Linked DNA regions of Zea mays: regions 1, 2, 4 and 5 are each linked to region 3. A link is a contact called in public Hi-C data. All regions are on one chromosome and are shown on one strand. Each heading gives the region's core, a stretch centred on a gene start, on an enhancer-like site or on the middle of the called end of the contact. The rest is flanking DNA. Distances are from core to core; before and after follow the strand shown.

What was found. Hi-C and Micro-C count contacts between places; a contact is called where the count stands out from the background.
Region 1: a Hi-C map of leaf shows a contact between it and region 3, with 5 times the contacts expected there. The contact joins the promoter of LOC103630134 here to the promoter of LOC100276074 in region 3. A contact is called at or near these places in 4 of 25 Hi-C or Micro-C datasets (leaf and tassel).
Region 2: a Hi-C map of endosperm shows a contact between it and region 3, with 3 times the contacts expected there. The contact joins the promoter of LOC100283017 here to the promoter of LOC100276074 in region 3. A contact is called at or near these places in 3 of 25 Hi-C or Micro-C datasets (ear, endosperm and tassel).
Region 4: a contact with region 3 is called in a Hi-C map of ear, with 2.4 times the contacts expected there. The contact joins the promoter of LOC100285584 here to the promoter of LOC100276074 in region 3. A contact is called at or near these places in 5 of 25 Hi-C or Micro-C datasets (ear, leaf, seedling and 1 more).
Region 5: a contact with region 3 is called in a Hi-C map of leaf, with 7 times the contacts expected there. The contact joins the promoter of LOC100283669 here to the promoter of LOC100276074 in region 3. A contact is called at or near these places in 6 of 25 Hi-C or Micro-C datasets (ear, endosperm, leaf and 2 more) and 1 of 3 datasets of contacts at active chromatin or transcription factors (seedling).

The regions. Positions count from the first base shown.
Region 1 is chr6:142,433,857-142,436,556 of Zm-B73-REFERENCE-NAM-5.0, reverse strand. It overlaps LOC103630134 (B-box zinc finger protein 22), which reads left to right and starts at 1,363. Exons shown (of 3, transcript XM_020540220.3): 1 at 1,363-1,943; 2 at 2,068-2,562; 3 at 2,660-2,700. The coding sequence starts at 1,743.
Region 2 is chr6:142,757,118-142,759,817 of Zm-B73-REFERENCE-NAM-5.0, reverse strand. It overlaps LOC100283017, which reads right to left and starts at 1,418. Exons shown (of 1, transcript NM_001155919.2): 1 at 616-1,418. The coding sequence starts at 1,327. The coding sequence ends at 938. It also overlaps the pseudogene LOC103630136.
Region 3 is chr6:142,579,535-142,582,234 of Zm-B73-REFERENCE-NAM-5.0, reverse strand. It overlaps LOC100276074 (Mediator of RNA polymerase II transcription subunit 32), which reads left to right and starts at 1,307. Exons shown (of 2, transcript NM_001149955.2): 1 at 1,307-1,869. The coding sequence starts at 1,426. The coding sequence ends at 1,869.
Region 4 is chr6:142,366,901-142,369,600 of Zm-B73-REFERENCE-NAM-5.0, reverse strand. It overlaps LOC100285584, which reads right to left and starts at 1,450. Exons shown (of 4, transcript NM_001158475.2): 1 at 1,097-1,450; 2 at 596-1,018; 3 at 207-268; 4 at 1-89. The coding sequence starts at 1,249.
Region 5 is chr6:142,385,062-142,387,761 of Zm-B73-REFERENCE-NAM-5.0, reverse strand. LOC100283669 (serine/threonine-protein phosphatase 5) reads left to right here and starts at 1,337. Exons shown (of 13, transcript NM_001412566.1): 1 at 1,337-1,526.

The sequences.
Region 1 (2,700 bases), core at 114-2,613, 150 kb after region 3:
CGGGCCGTGCCAGCCCGGCCCATATTATTTCGTGTCGGGCCGTGCTTTGGGCTCTTATTTTTGGGTCGTGCTCGTGCTGGCCCGAAAAGCCCGGCCCAGATTCCCAGCACTAGTCCCGCGTCATCTTTTTACAAATAACCCATCACAGCTATTTCAAATTAACCTGTTGCCCGCCTATAGATGGCCAAACGGCGGCCCGACACGGGCCAGACGTCCGCGGGCCACAGCTCTGGCCTAGGCACGTCATGCGGACCTGCTGATTGTGTCGGGCCGGCCCGTTAGCTTGTAGACCCATTTGATTAAATCAGCGTAAAATGTTAAAAACGGTCCAAGAGGTGGGGTTCGAACCTATGCTCTGATGGAAGAAGGGCGGGAGACACTGGATGAAGATGTCTAACCAATAGAACATTATACTCAGATGTTTTTAATATTGAATATAAATTGTATATATGTATACGTTTTTTATAAAATAAAAAAATATAATCGTGTCGAGCCAGCACTATGGGCCAAGGCTACAGCCCAAGCACGGCATGGCGTTCTTGGCTTTTGCAAGTATTAGATCGTTTCTAAGACATATTGGCGCAATGGACTCCATGGTGTTTGAGGTTTCTTAATTGGATGGAGCACCAATGATTTGTAACAATAACAATAAAATGAAAGGTTATTTGTTGGTTTTAAACGTTAGTAATTGCTATGAAGTAGCATATTTATATGGAGCGCATCCGGTTTTTATTGATGCCCGACTTTAGCAATCACTCTATATTTTGATCTATTTTTTATAAGTTTGAGTTCATGTGACTTATTTTAGAAATTTGAGCTCACAAACTCTCTTATTTGGTCTCTGTATGATGAAATTATGTCATTCTATAATTTTTATTCGTTCAATCAGTCGTTGTGAACTCTCTTCTAATCGTTCACTTTATTGGGTGTGTTGTACCAAGACATATTAGATGGAGTAAACAATAACATCAGTTAGCCAAATCAAAAAATATTATATGGAGAGCGGAGACAATCAATAAAAAATATTGAGATTTTTTTAGATATTTTACGTGGGTATCGTTGTAAGCCGTTGCAACACACGAGCAACCGATTAGTCCGATTTAATGTGTCTACCATGTAACCTGCATGCATTTTATATGTCGAATAGAGGTTAAGGCCCATATAATATTTTAGCTATACAAGGAATATCACTTGTCGTTTTTAATATTAAACATACATTTAAATTTAAATTGTTTGTTTTCTTCGTCGCGAATACCAATAAATTAATGACTATAAAACATTATGTCAAAATATATATTTTGCACATATTCACCTGTCGAAGATGATGATGGCACCCAAGGCATACTGACTTGTAGAACTTACGGATGCATTGGCTTCAATCTATTTCCTTGTTATTATTGGTACACTCGTCACTAGTTGGTAAGCACGATGGTCGCATTTGTGCGGCCGTGAGGCCTCGACGCCTCGTCCAACAGGAGCCGGCGACGTCGCCCCCTTCGTCCCCTCCGCTGCGCCCACGCCACGAATCCATTCCATTCCCATTCCTCCCCACGCCGCGCGCCTCCATAATACCACACCGCCACCCCCATGCCGCTCGCCCACCACCACAATCCCCAGCCCTCACGCGCCATTGGAATTGACATTCGATTCCCAGCGCAGCTATCGAGCTCCCTTTCCCCGCCTTGTTGGCGCGCGTTAGAGCGCGAGAGAGAACCGGCTAACCTCCGGCGGCGAAGAAGTTCATGAAGGTGCTGTGCAGTGCATGCGAGGCGGCGGAGGCGAGCGTCCTCTGCTGCGCCGACGACGCCGCACTCTGCGCGCGCTGCGACCGAGAGGTCCACGCGGCGAACCGATTGGCAGGCAAACACCAGCGCCTGCCTCTCCTCGCCCCCGGCGGCCAAGGCGCCGCCGCCGTGTCGCCGCCCAAGTGCGACATATGCCAGGTGCGACATATGCTACGTGCTCATTCTTGTTTGTCTTCTACATAGATGGATAGTATAATAAGTATCTGCGGACTTGGCTTCACCGACTGACTGACTGGTCATCCTCGCCGCCAACGCGGTTCAGGAATGCGACGCCTACTTCTTCTGCCTGGAGGACCGCGCGCTGCTCTGCCGGAGCTGCGACGTCGCCGTGCACACTGCCAACTCCTTCGTCTCGGCGCACCGCCGGTTCTTGTTAACCGGCGTCCAGGTCGGCCAGGAGCTCGAGCCTGACGACCTCTCCCTGGAGCAGCGAGAGGCGTCGTCTCCCCCGCCGGCGAAGAGCGAGCCGACCCCGCCGCTCTACAGCGAGAGCGACTTCGGCTGGGCGGCCGGCGCCGGCGCTACCGGGAGCCTCACGGACTGGTCGGCCGTGCAGGAGGAGTTCGGCTCCCCTGCCCCCCGCCTCGCGGAGGCGGCGCCCAGGGCCACGCCGAAGCGGACTCCGCGGGCGCCGGCTTTCGGTGCCGGGCAGGGCCGCATCGCCGGCGGGGTCATGGATTGGCCGCTGGGCGAGTTCTTCCGCGGCGTTAGCGACTTCAACGGCGGCTTCAGCTTCGGCGAGAGCGGCAACTCCAAGGTCAGCGCAGACCTCTGTTTTTTTGGATCGTAGATCGTGTTTACTGTCTAGTCGTCTTTCTGACATTCTGCCGTCGCGTTTCCTGTCATCTCGGCAGGCCGACAGCGGGAAGCTCGGGGACAGCGCGGGTGGCTCCCC
Region 2 (2,700 bases), core at 169-2,668, 180 kb before region 3:
GGGCGCCGCTGGCTTTTTCTCCGGCGTGGCCACCGCCGAGGAGGACGACTTGGCGCCTGCGGCCGCGGGGACCACGGGCCCGTTGTTCTTGGACGGGTCGGCTGCGTGGATGGCGGAGATGGTACGCCTCTTCAGCGGGAGGAACGCGGCTGCGCGGCGCGGCTGCGATGCCGCGCCACCGGACACGGCCGCGGCTGCTGCGGCGGAGTTGGTGGCCAGCGCCATTGCGATTTGCGAGCGAGGGGTGCTAGATGGGTAGGTAGAAAGGTAGCGGTAGATGGGGAGGAGTCGTGTTGTGCAGGGTGTTTCCTCTGAGGAAATGGAGGTGGCGAGGGTGGGGATTGCGGGAGGATGGCGTTGATGGCGGCCTCGGCAACGGGCGGTGCTGATATCGCGTACTGGTCCGATCCAATGGCGGGCGTTGATAGCGGAGATCCTCGGCAGAACCGTGCACCAAAAGCTTTTGTGAACGTCTACATTAGCTTCTTATGTAGTAGTAGAGATAGAAGATATGTATACTGTTACAGTTAGTCAGAAGCTAGTCCAGACTCCTTTGTGGAATCCAGTTATTTCAGTACAAACCGGTCATAAAAGCACAATAATCGCCAAAGATAACAAAAGCCATAAAAAATCAAAACAATAATGGAACTACTAGTACTTATGGTACATACGTAGACGTCGATCATTCATCACAAAAAGATAAATTAACACAAAAAAGTGGAAACATCCATGTCAATCCAAACAACACTTGGACATGTGTTCCCTGTCTTCCTCCTCTACCTCTGGATGGACCTGCACGTCAATGGATGGATCCACATCTGCCATGGCTGGATCTCTTGGATGCGCCCAATATATTTATATATAATCCTCAAATCATACGGTCACGCCGTCAACCGTCATGGATGAGAATTTAGCTAGGAATGATAAATCGGATGGGTCAGTTGGTGTTGCGTGCGCATCGGGTGATGGCGGAGCATCCGCGGCGGTAGGGGTTGGCGGGCTTCTGCGACGCGCAGTTGCTGTAGTAAGAGCGGCCGCGCTGGTTGCACGGCACCTGATCCGCGCGCAGCGCCGCGTAGCTGATGTACCGGTTGGTGGGCTGCCGCTGCGCCAGCGCCCGCCGCAGGAACGCGTCGCTGCCGCCCACCTCCTGCTCCTCGTCGCTCCCCACCGCGCACTGCCCAAGCGTCCCGTCGCACGTCGGCCGCAGCGCCCCAAGGTCCGTCGGCGCAGCGCCGGCGTAGGCCAGCGTCGCCGACGAAGCAGAGCAGTAGAGGAGGCAGGCCGCGAGGGCCACCAGCGTCGTCGCGGTGCCGAGGCGACCCATGAATCGATGGAACGGCGATGTGCGTGGTTGTTCTTCTTGCTGTTGCGTTTCGAAAGAACGATGATTGCTTGAGTGCGTGGCCGGACTGAATGGCACGCCACAGCCCTTGGTGGCCCTGGTTTTCTAAGCGCGGGAGGATGGGAGTGAGAGGCCGAGGATTGCTGCGCGGGAGAGAAACGAGGCCGTCCGTGCGTCATATTTATAGGTGTACATTTGTGCTGATTTGTGCTGTGATTAAGGGTATGTATAGTGGGGTATGCATAGTGGAGAGACATCGAAATAGTTCTCTAACTACAAAATACAATTAAGAGACTCTATTATACAATGAAGTGTATATTAGTCTATTAATAAATACAGAAATAAATGTGTTTGTACAGCATCGGATCGATACAACAGAAACAGTCGCTGAATCGATTTAAATACTTTAACTGAGCAAATTGAAACTGTGGGTGGACGTATTGAGCGCCTGCCGTCCTGTACGCACCTAGACAGACGCTCGCCGTCGTCGAGCACGTGAACTAGTCGGCTGAAAAAAAAGGCGTGACCGCGTCGGCGTCGACGTTGCCGGCCTGGGAAACGTGTATTTCTAGGCCACCAGAACGTTCGAGAACGCACGCATATCCTCCCTAAGAGCTGATTTGGTGGACAGGGAATTGAAGGGGATCCATGTGGGAGGAATCCCCTCCCTATTCAAATTTAAATAAGAAGGGAATTACTCCCCCATGGATCCCCTCCAATTCCATGTGCACCAAACCAGCCCTAAAGGTCCCGTGGAAGCGAGACCCCGCCCTCAACATTGCACTGTTCACATTAGAGAAAGGTTAGTTTCATATGAAGGCGTTATTGATTGTTCAGTGACAAACATTCACACTCAAATAATGGATATTTATTGCATAAAGTGGGTTTCTTGTAGCTAGTACAAAAATTACTACCAAGTAGCCTTCTAAGAAAATAGGTGTTGGTAGTAGAGACATCACAATGCAAAATTTAGGTTATAACACCTATTTATGTGAAGGATACGACAAATCAAATTAATATAAATAGGACATTCAAATATTCAATGATGATGGATTAATAAACCATACAATAAGATAAAACTAAAGGATGACTGACCTCACTAACGGAAAGACCAAAAGTTATTCTAGAAAGGGCACCTCTAACTGCTTTAGGTCCAAGAAGAAGAGAGCCTAAAACAAAAAATCAAAAAATGAAGATAAGTGGATAAAAATATAGAGACCGATAAAATGCATCTCCGCCTTCTAGCAGACCTGCACACTGAAATACGAGCAGTGTTGTACTACAAGCAATAGCTTTACCCTATCGTTTAAAAAACTCTAGCCTAGATGCAAAGACTAAACTTCTGGTCTTTCAGT
Region 3 (2,700 bases), core at 58-2,557:
ATAAAGTGGTTAAGATTAGTTGATTTTAATTAAGGACCTCCTGCAAAGGCTTACCCCCAACAATTGCTTTCAATGTACGGTAACGTTTAATATACTACGTATTGTGTATTAATAGAGTGATTCACTGATAATAACACACCCATTTGGTTACATGTCAAGCCAGATGACATGTCTAGAACTATCTAATCAGAGTCACAATCAATAGGGACAATCGTAGCAGTAAGCCAACACACCACTCAGCTCTTCCTACATTCAGTGGCGGATCTCCAACCGAGGCTGGGGCTGCCTGGGCTGCAGCCCGGTCGCGGCCCAAAAATCAGCGAATAAGCCCATCAGCTCCAGCCGCGCGACCGCGTGAACAGCCTCCCAGTCGTAGGTCGCTCCTCCTCCCTCTACCCACGAGCTTCAGGCCTCCAACCGCCCACGCCCCGACGCCCGGAGCACCGCTGCAACCCGCAGCGTCGCTCGCCCGGAGGCCGGACCGCCGGAACACCGCCGCTAGCCCCGCCCGGAGCACCGCCTTGACCACGCCGCTGTCCAGCCGCCACTCCGCGCTCCCTCCTTCTGCTAATTCGTGGAGCTCAGGTTTGTACACACGCGCTGAGAAGAAAGTGTGCTTAGCTATTAGCTTGTTCTTGCATTGGAGTGATGAGCCAGACAGCCAGTGATGTATGGCCTTGCCATAATGCCATGCGCGGTGTGCGGCGTGTGCCAATGCCCCTCCAAGCTTTCTGTTGGGGGTTCCTTGTTCTGTTGGGAGTTTGGGACGATGAAGGAATAGGAGGCCAAGAGAGTTTCTGCTAATCTGTGACAGATCATGCAGGAATAGGACGTCCCATGCGAACTGCGAAGCAGAAGCAACGAAGGTGAAGCTGTGATCTGTGAAGCAGACAAGCAGTGAAGGTGAAACATGTGCTATTGTTTGCTTTAAGTTTGATTTGAAATTTTGATTTGATTATTTATTTGGTAGTAATCCCATGCTTATAAGAATAGGATGGATAAATTTTTCATCAAGAACCAGAAGAAAGATGATTCTAATTCTAAAACAATTAGGATAAACGAGAGTCTTGTAAAAAAAAGACCACGTATAGTAGCTCTGGATCCGCCACTTCCTACGTTCTGTCCGCACGATTGATCGCGAGCTTCCCAACAACACGCGTCCAATAATGTAATTTTTAGAATTTATTTACTATACGGTCTGGGAAAACAATATTATTTTTTTAGAAAAAAATCCATGCCTACAATCTCTAGCCCTGGTCCAGATGCGTATGTCGAATAAAAAGGCCCATCCTGATCTCGACCCGATATCGATTGGGCCATTTCGGCATTTCCTGTTTTCACGCTTTGCTTTCGGTTTCGGGGTCGTCGTGTCGAATTGGGGGCTGAGGCCGAATTGGATCGTCAGAAGCTGGGGGTGAGGGAGGGATGGAGGCGACTGTGGACCACCTGAGCGCGGCGTACGACGACTTCATGGCGGCGGCGGCGGCTGTGGTGGAGGCCCGCGTACAGTCGGGCGGCGAGAAGAAGACGGCGGCCACGGACGCCGCGCTCGAGGCCTTCAAGCAGCGCTGGGAGATCTTCCGCGTCGCCTGCGACCACGCCGAAGAGCTCGTCGAGTCCATCCGCCAGCGCATCGGCTCCGAGTGCCTCGTCGACGAGGCCACGGGGTCCGCCTCCGCCGGATCCGTTGCCGCCCCCGGCATCAAGCCCATCAGCGCCGTCCGCCTCGAGCAGATGAGCAAGGCCGTCCGATGGCTCGTCATCGAGCTCCAGCACGGCGCCTCTGCTCAAGGGACCGGCGGCAGTGGCGGTGCCGCTACCCCAAATGCCGGCGCTGGAGGGCAACACCCGGAGGAGGGTGCCCAGTAGGTATGGACTATGGAGTTACTGAATTAAACTAGTAGCATCGCCCTTCTCATATGAAAATTGTAGCATTTTTCCTTCAATAGAAAACAAAGAACTTGTCGTTGCTGTGTTTCTATGAGTGACAGCATTAACCTTGCGTGTTGATATTTGCAAGAACATGAACTAAGGTGCCGTTTGGTTCATATATTTGTAACGTAATGGGTAATGGATAACGTTAAATCATGTTTGTTATAGTCCAACCGTAATCAGATACCGTACTAAAATTTGATACCAGCCTATTCAAATTTGTTACCGCCAGTAATCGAGCGTAAACTATTACCATTACCATTTGCGTTACATTTTTTGAACCAAACAGCACCTAAATCATTGCGATTTGCTGGCTGTTGTTTTTACCTTTCCATTTTGAGATATACTACTACTCAGCATTAATGTCTTTATGCCCATTGGTTATTGCCCAATCTTTACACAGATTGCTAAAATGCTGCTCTCCATAAAAAAAAATTATAGTGTCGTGACAAAGCATGAGAGGTATATAGATCTAATTACATGATGACCAGAAAAAAAAAACCTGGGGGTATAATGCTGCGCCAGTTTTAAGTCTGTACCTGTTTGGACCAGCCAGTGTATGGGGATTGGTTGTTGCAGTTTTTGATTTTGAGTCAACTCTTTTGTTGAGTGAAGAGATAAGGTTGGGAACTTGGGATCCCTGGTTTGAGATAGACAAAAAAACTAAAAAAGGGCTGATCCAGTGCTGGAGGCTCTCACACGAGTGGGGTCTAGGAAAGGGATGAGCTTCGAACTCACGACTTAAATTAGGTGCCGTTTGGTTCCTAA
Region 4 (2,700 bases), core at 201-2,700, 210 kb after region 3:
CGAAGTACACCCAGATGCCGGCGTAGCGGCCCACGACGAGCGCCGGGCCCAGGGTCCTCGCCGGGTTCATGGACGCTCCTGATATAGGCCTGCGCAGCGCATCGCATCAGCATCCCATCACATGAGCTGCGTTTTTTTAACTAGCTAGTGCACTGAATTAGTATTAGTTTTTACAAGGTATATGAACTGTACGTATTTATACCCACCCGGCAAAGAGCACGTTTAGCAGGACGGTGGCTCCAACGGCGAGGCCGGCGAGTTCGCCGATCTGCAACAGTAGATTCATCAGATGCTTGCATATCGTCGACTAAAATTTATCCATTTTTTTTGCCCTTTTTCGTTAAAAGTGACAGGCAACCATAATCCAACTAGAAAGCAACGCCCGGCCGAACAGCGATGGCTCGTCCGAGTCTTGACCAGGAAGCCTCCTACTAGACGATATTATTTTAAAATTTCGGATGCGTGCGGGCGACTGTCGACTGATGGTGAACAGGTGCAGCTAAGCAGGACCCGTGACGGACGGAGAGATCGTCGTCGAGGTTGAACAATCAGAAGAATTTCATGTAGTATAATATAATCATGGTTTGGCGCTTACGGCTCTGTTGTCCGTGGCGACGCCGGAGACGACGAACATGAGGTTGAAGGAGATGATGAACTCGACGACGAGCGACTGCGCGTCCGAGCCGGCGGGCACCGTGCCGAAGAAGTGCTCCCGCGCGCTCCCGAACAGGAGGCGCAGCGTCAGGCTGGCCGCCGTGGCCCCCGTGACCTGCGCCGCCGCGTACGCCGGCACCTGCCTCCAGGGGAAGCGGCCGCAGGTGGCGAAGGCGAGGGAGACGGCCGGGTTGAGGTGCGCGCCGGAGATGTGGCCCACGGAGTACACCATCACCATCACGGCCAGGCCCCACACGGCGCAGATGCCCGGGAACGTCACCGTGCCGCCCGTCCGCAGGTTCACCGCCACCGCCGCGCACCCGGCGAAGATCAGGAAGTAGGTCCCCAACGCCTCCGCCAGGATCTGCAACCACCCCAATTAAACGTACGTCGTGTCGTCGCACACGCACACTCACGTCACACAAACCATCAAGAAAGCTACCTTCTGCACGAACGGCACGGAGAACATGGGGCGGCGACCGGCTCCGTCCTGCTCCGAGCTCTCACACCCCGCTCCATCGACTCCGCCTCCTCTGCCTTCCTCCAAATCCAGGGCGCCGTCGTGCACGCCGTTGGCAACCTCTGCTCCTGCCATCTCTGCCCGCTGCAGCGGCAGCAGCAGCAGCTAATCGCTCCGTGCTGCTTGGAGGAGGAGGAGGAAGAAGATGACGACGACGAGCACGAGGGCGCAGCTTGGTCTAAAGCACTATTTATGGGGTCTGCCAGCTCCAGCTAGACGACGACGCGCACCGCGTGTCCATGTGTCTCGCAAAAGGATAGTATATTTATCCTGATTGCCTTCGTCGTACTGACCAACTAAACTAGTCATCAGTCTACCGTGTGTCCGGGAATTCTTCACAATCCATATAATAAAAAGGGTTTTAAATAATATAATGGGCAACGATGTGAACGCAAACTCCCTCATTCGGGAGCTGTTGATGAGTTATAGCTCTCGTGTGATCAACAGCCATGTAGCGGCTGACCCCGATCACGAACTGCCAAAATATCAAGAACAAAGCGGGGAAAAAAAGAAATTAAGCATTTAAAGACTACTTGCTTCAAGTACGAGAAGATGGACAAAATGACTTCTGTTCTGTTGCTTCACACGTGCTGGTGAACTTGGTCGTTTTTCTAAGGATTATCAAAAATCTGATAGATTGTATAGAGGAAACAAAAAGGCTAGTCATAGAAGTCAGTCACTTCTCTAATGTTTACGTACGTAACGTAATGACATCTCTATATTCTCTTTTTGTCTCGATCGGGCAGTTTGCCATGTCCTATTGATTGCTTTTAAGATCCGTAGTTGTGTTTGATTTGTGTTGAGCTTTCTTTTTGCCGATTAAAACGATTCTGCTATAGGTAAAAATGATTCCGCGGACCATGCATCTCATAATTGACAGTCAACCATGAGATGAATGGTCCGCGATCCGCCCTACCGATGACTGTTTGGATAATTAAGGTCATTCCCAACAAACTGACGTCTCAAAAGCAGAGTAGTTGGGACGATTTGACTACGCTTTACCAGGATCGTCACGGCAATCAGGCGCTCCTAGCTTCACGGGGAAGTGAAAAAGGCCCATCGCTTTGTCCTTTGGGTTTTTTTTTGTGTATGTGTGTTGACGTGGTTGTATTGCCTAATTAATGGAAGTCTTTGACAACTTTCAGAGTGAGCCTGGCTTGTGCTGAACCGCATCTCTATTATTTATATGGCTGTTAATTTATTAGATTACATATACCTTATCCTTAATTTGTGCACGATCCGATCATTGCTTGATCTCAACAATAATAATAAATGAAGAAAGGGCCGGCGTGGAGTGCACGGAATGCTGCCAAATACAGCTTAGCCCGGTGTTGTCATTTGTTATTTTCAGACGATTCTTCTTGCTTGCTTGCTTTTCTGGAGCAATTCAGATGATGAAAGGGTCTCCCAGTCTCTGCCTGGTTTACTGGGATATTTGTTTCTGTGTATGGAAGTCGGGATGTGCCACTAGAAAATCTGTATACTCTGCTCAACTTGACAACGTAGAAAAGTTGCATCATATAGTC
Region 5 (2,700 bases), core at 88-2,587, 190 kb after region 3:
TCTCCCACTGTGGTACCGATTCGGGTCCAAAGATACCTGTTCACACATTATACTCCAGAAACACTGTTAAATCCTGTTTTTGAGGACCTTCGGAGCCGAAGGCCCCCAACAGAAGCTCAATAGTGAAGACGATGGAAATTATTCAAGATAAACCGAAAGCGAAGCACCACTTGCGTGTAGAGAAGGCCCGAGGCTATATACGAAGTTACTTGTCCGAGGTGCTTGACCCTCACGTGGACTTCCTGTTATGTAGGGCACCAATGAGGATTAATAAGAACTTTGTGTGATTTTTGATACCTTGGTAAATATACCGGCGCATCAACGAGAGTTTGCATCTATACCTCGTTTAAGTTTCTGCATTTATATTCTCAGGTTAGAAAATAGGCTAGTTGGTAGGACTAGAACTTAGATTGCATAACTCCGTTTTGCGTTAGAGATAACAATACTTAGACAAACCTTAGTTGCACTAGCTCTCTTTATTATTTGCATATGTTTTATTTAAAAAATAATAATTATTGGTCTAGTTTATAGCGATAAAATAGAAGACTTAATTCACCCCTCTTACGTATGTTTCATACACGTACTAGAAATACGAAGAACTCTAAACCCATCTGAAAGAACTAACCAATTCAGGATCGAATAGTGTTACCATTTTCAATGTCGTTCCTAGGGTGTGTTTGGTTCTCTACACTAAAGTTTAGTCCGTGACACATCATATGTTTGAATGCTAATTATAAGTATTAAAATGTATAATTACAAAACTAATGATATAGATGAAGTCTAAAAGACGAGACAAATTTATTAAACCAAGTTAATCTATGACTAACAAATGTTTATTGTAGTATCAAATAAACGAATCATGAACTAATTAATATTAATAAGCTCATTTTACCATTTAGTTCTTATCTAATTAGTTTTGTAGTTTTGCAATTGAACTTTATTTAATACCTCTAATTAATAACTACTATCTAAACATCAGATATAACGAGACTTAGAGGATATTTGGTTCCAGGACTAAAGTTTAATGTGTGTCATATCAGATATTGAATTACTATTACAAGTATTAAATATAGTTCAATTACAAAACTAATTACACATCTAAAGACTAAACGACGAGAAAAATTATTAAACTTAATTTATGATTGACAAATGTTTATTGTAGCATCATATAAGCGAATCATAGAGTAATTAGATTTAATAGGTTCATTTTATGGTTTAGTTTTTATCTATATAATTAGTTTGATAAATAGACTATATTTAATACTTATTACTAGCATTAAATATGCGATAATGACAGAATTTAGTCTAGATATCAAATGAGCCCTAAAATCTCGCTGATCCAAACGGGCCTTAAGCTCACGCCGGCCCTGTAGGCCTGTACTATACCTGTACGCTTCAAGCAAAACCCTACCTGATCCCACCAGCGTGGTAGAGTCTGCTCAACACCAAACTTCGACGACTGCGCCGGCCGTCGGCCGTCGCTGCCGCCCTATTTTGACCCCATCGCCGGCGACGATAATCGCCAGGTACGCCCTCATCGTGGTCTTCCCTTCCTGCTGTCCGAAGCCGTGCGCCCAAACCCTAACTTACTACTGGTAGGTACTCCACCCCTAGGTCTTCCCTTACTGCTGTGCGAAGCCGTGTGCCCAAACCCTAACATACTATTCGTATTCAGATCTGAATCTAATTGTATATGCATGTAATATGCCTGCTAACTTCGATTGCTTTGCAATTTTTTCGGGTGTATATGTGTATGCCCATGTCCTTAACTGGGTCAGCCCCCGTATTGTGCCGATTATCCCTTTCTGCTGTGCGAAACATGCTGCTGCAAAAATATACTTGAAACCTGCGAGGCTGCGATGCGTGCTTCCAATGGATTCGCTGATCAAGTTCAGCAGTGACACCCCCTAGGACTTCCATTATGTTTAATTGCGTTATAGTTTCTTTCTGGGGTCATTTGGTAGAACTTAAGTGGTAAGCACCTAGCGAAATATTGTTCAGAAGGTACTCCCTTTGTTCCACAATTTTATAGGCATATTTGTTTTTCTTTTGTCTTTAATGTTATACTTTGGCCATTGGTTTCTCACAAAACGTATCATCTGTAACTAGGAAACTGATATAGTTTGGAAGCATTTTGAAATATGAATCCAGCTGTATAATTTCTATGCACTGAACATACTTATAATTCATACTCTCTCCATCTACAAGCATTTGCATGTATAAGAATTTTAAGGCAGATTAAGGAGAAAGGGAAATGACTATGATGCCCCTCAATCAATCACCAACATACACAGATGCAATTAATGCCTTTCTTTTCTATTGAGACCATAAATGGCACGCACTAGTTAACTTTTTAGACACCAAGCTAAGCATCTCCAGCAATCTCTCTAACACCCACTCTGTAAGGGCACGTTCAGCACTGGGCTCTTAGGAGACACCTAAGGTCTCAATCCATGTGTAAGCTACCTTGAGGCAGCATGTGTTCTTGCATCCTGAATCGGCGCTCGTGTAGGTGTCTGGTGCTTCAATCTCTTACAGGAGCCTGGCTTTTGTCTCCAAATAAAAAAATTAACTGGATTATGATGTAAATACATTATATGGTCAAGTGCTTGAAAAAGTTTCTAAATTTACCAATTTAAGCATCTGCGAAATAATTGTTTCCATTGTAGACTGACTCTTGTGGAAAAGCTTGCTGATGTC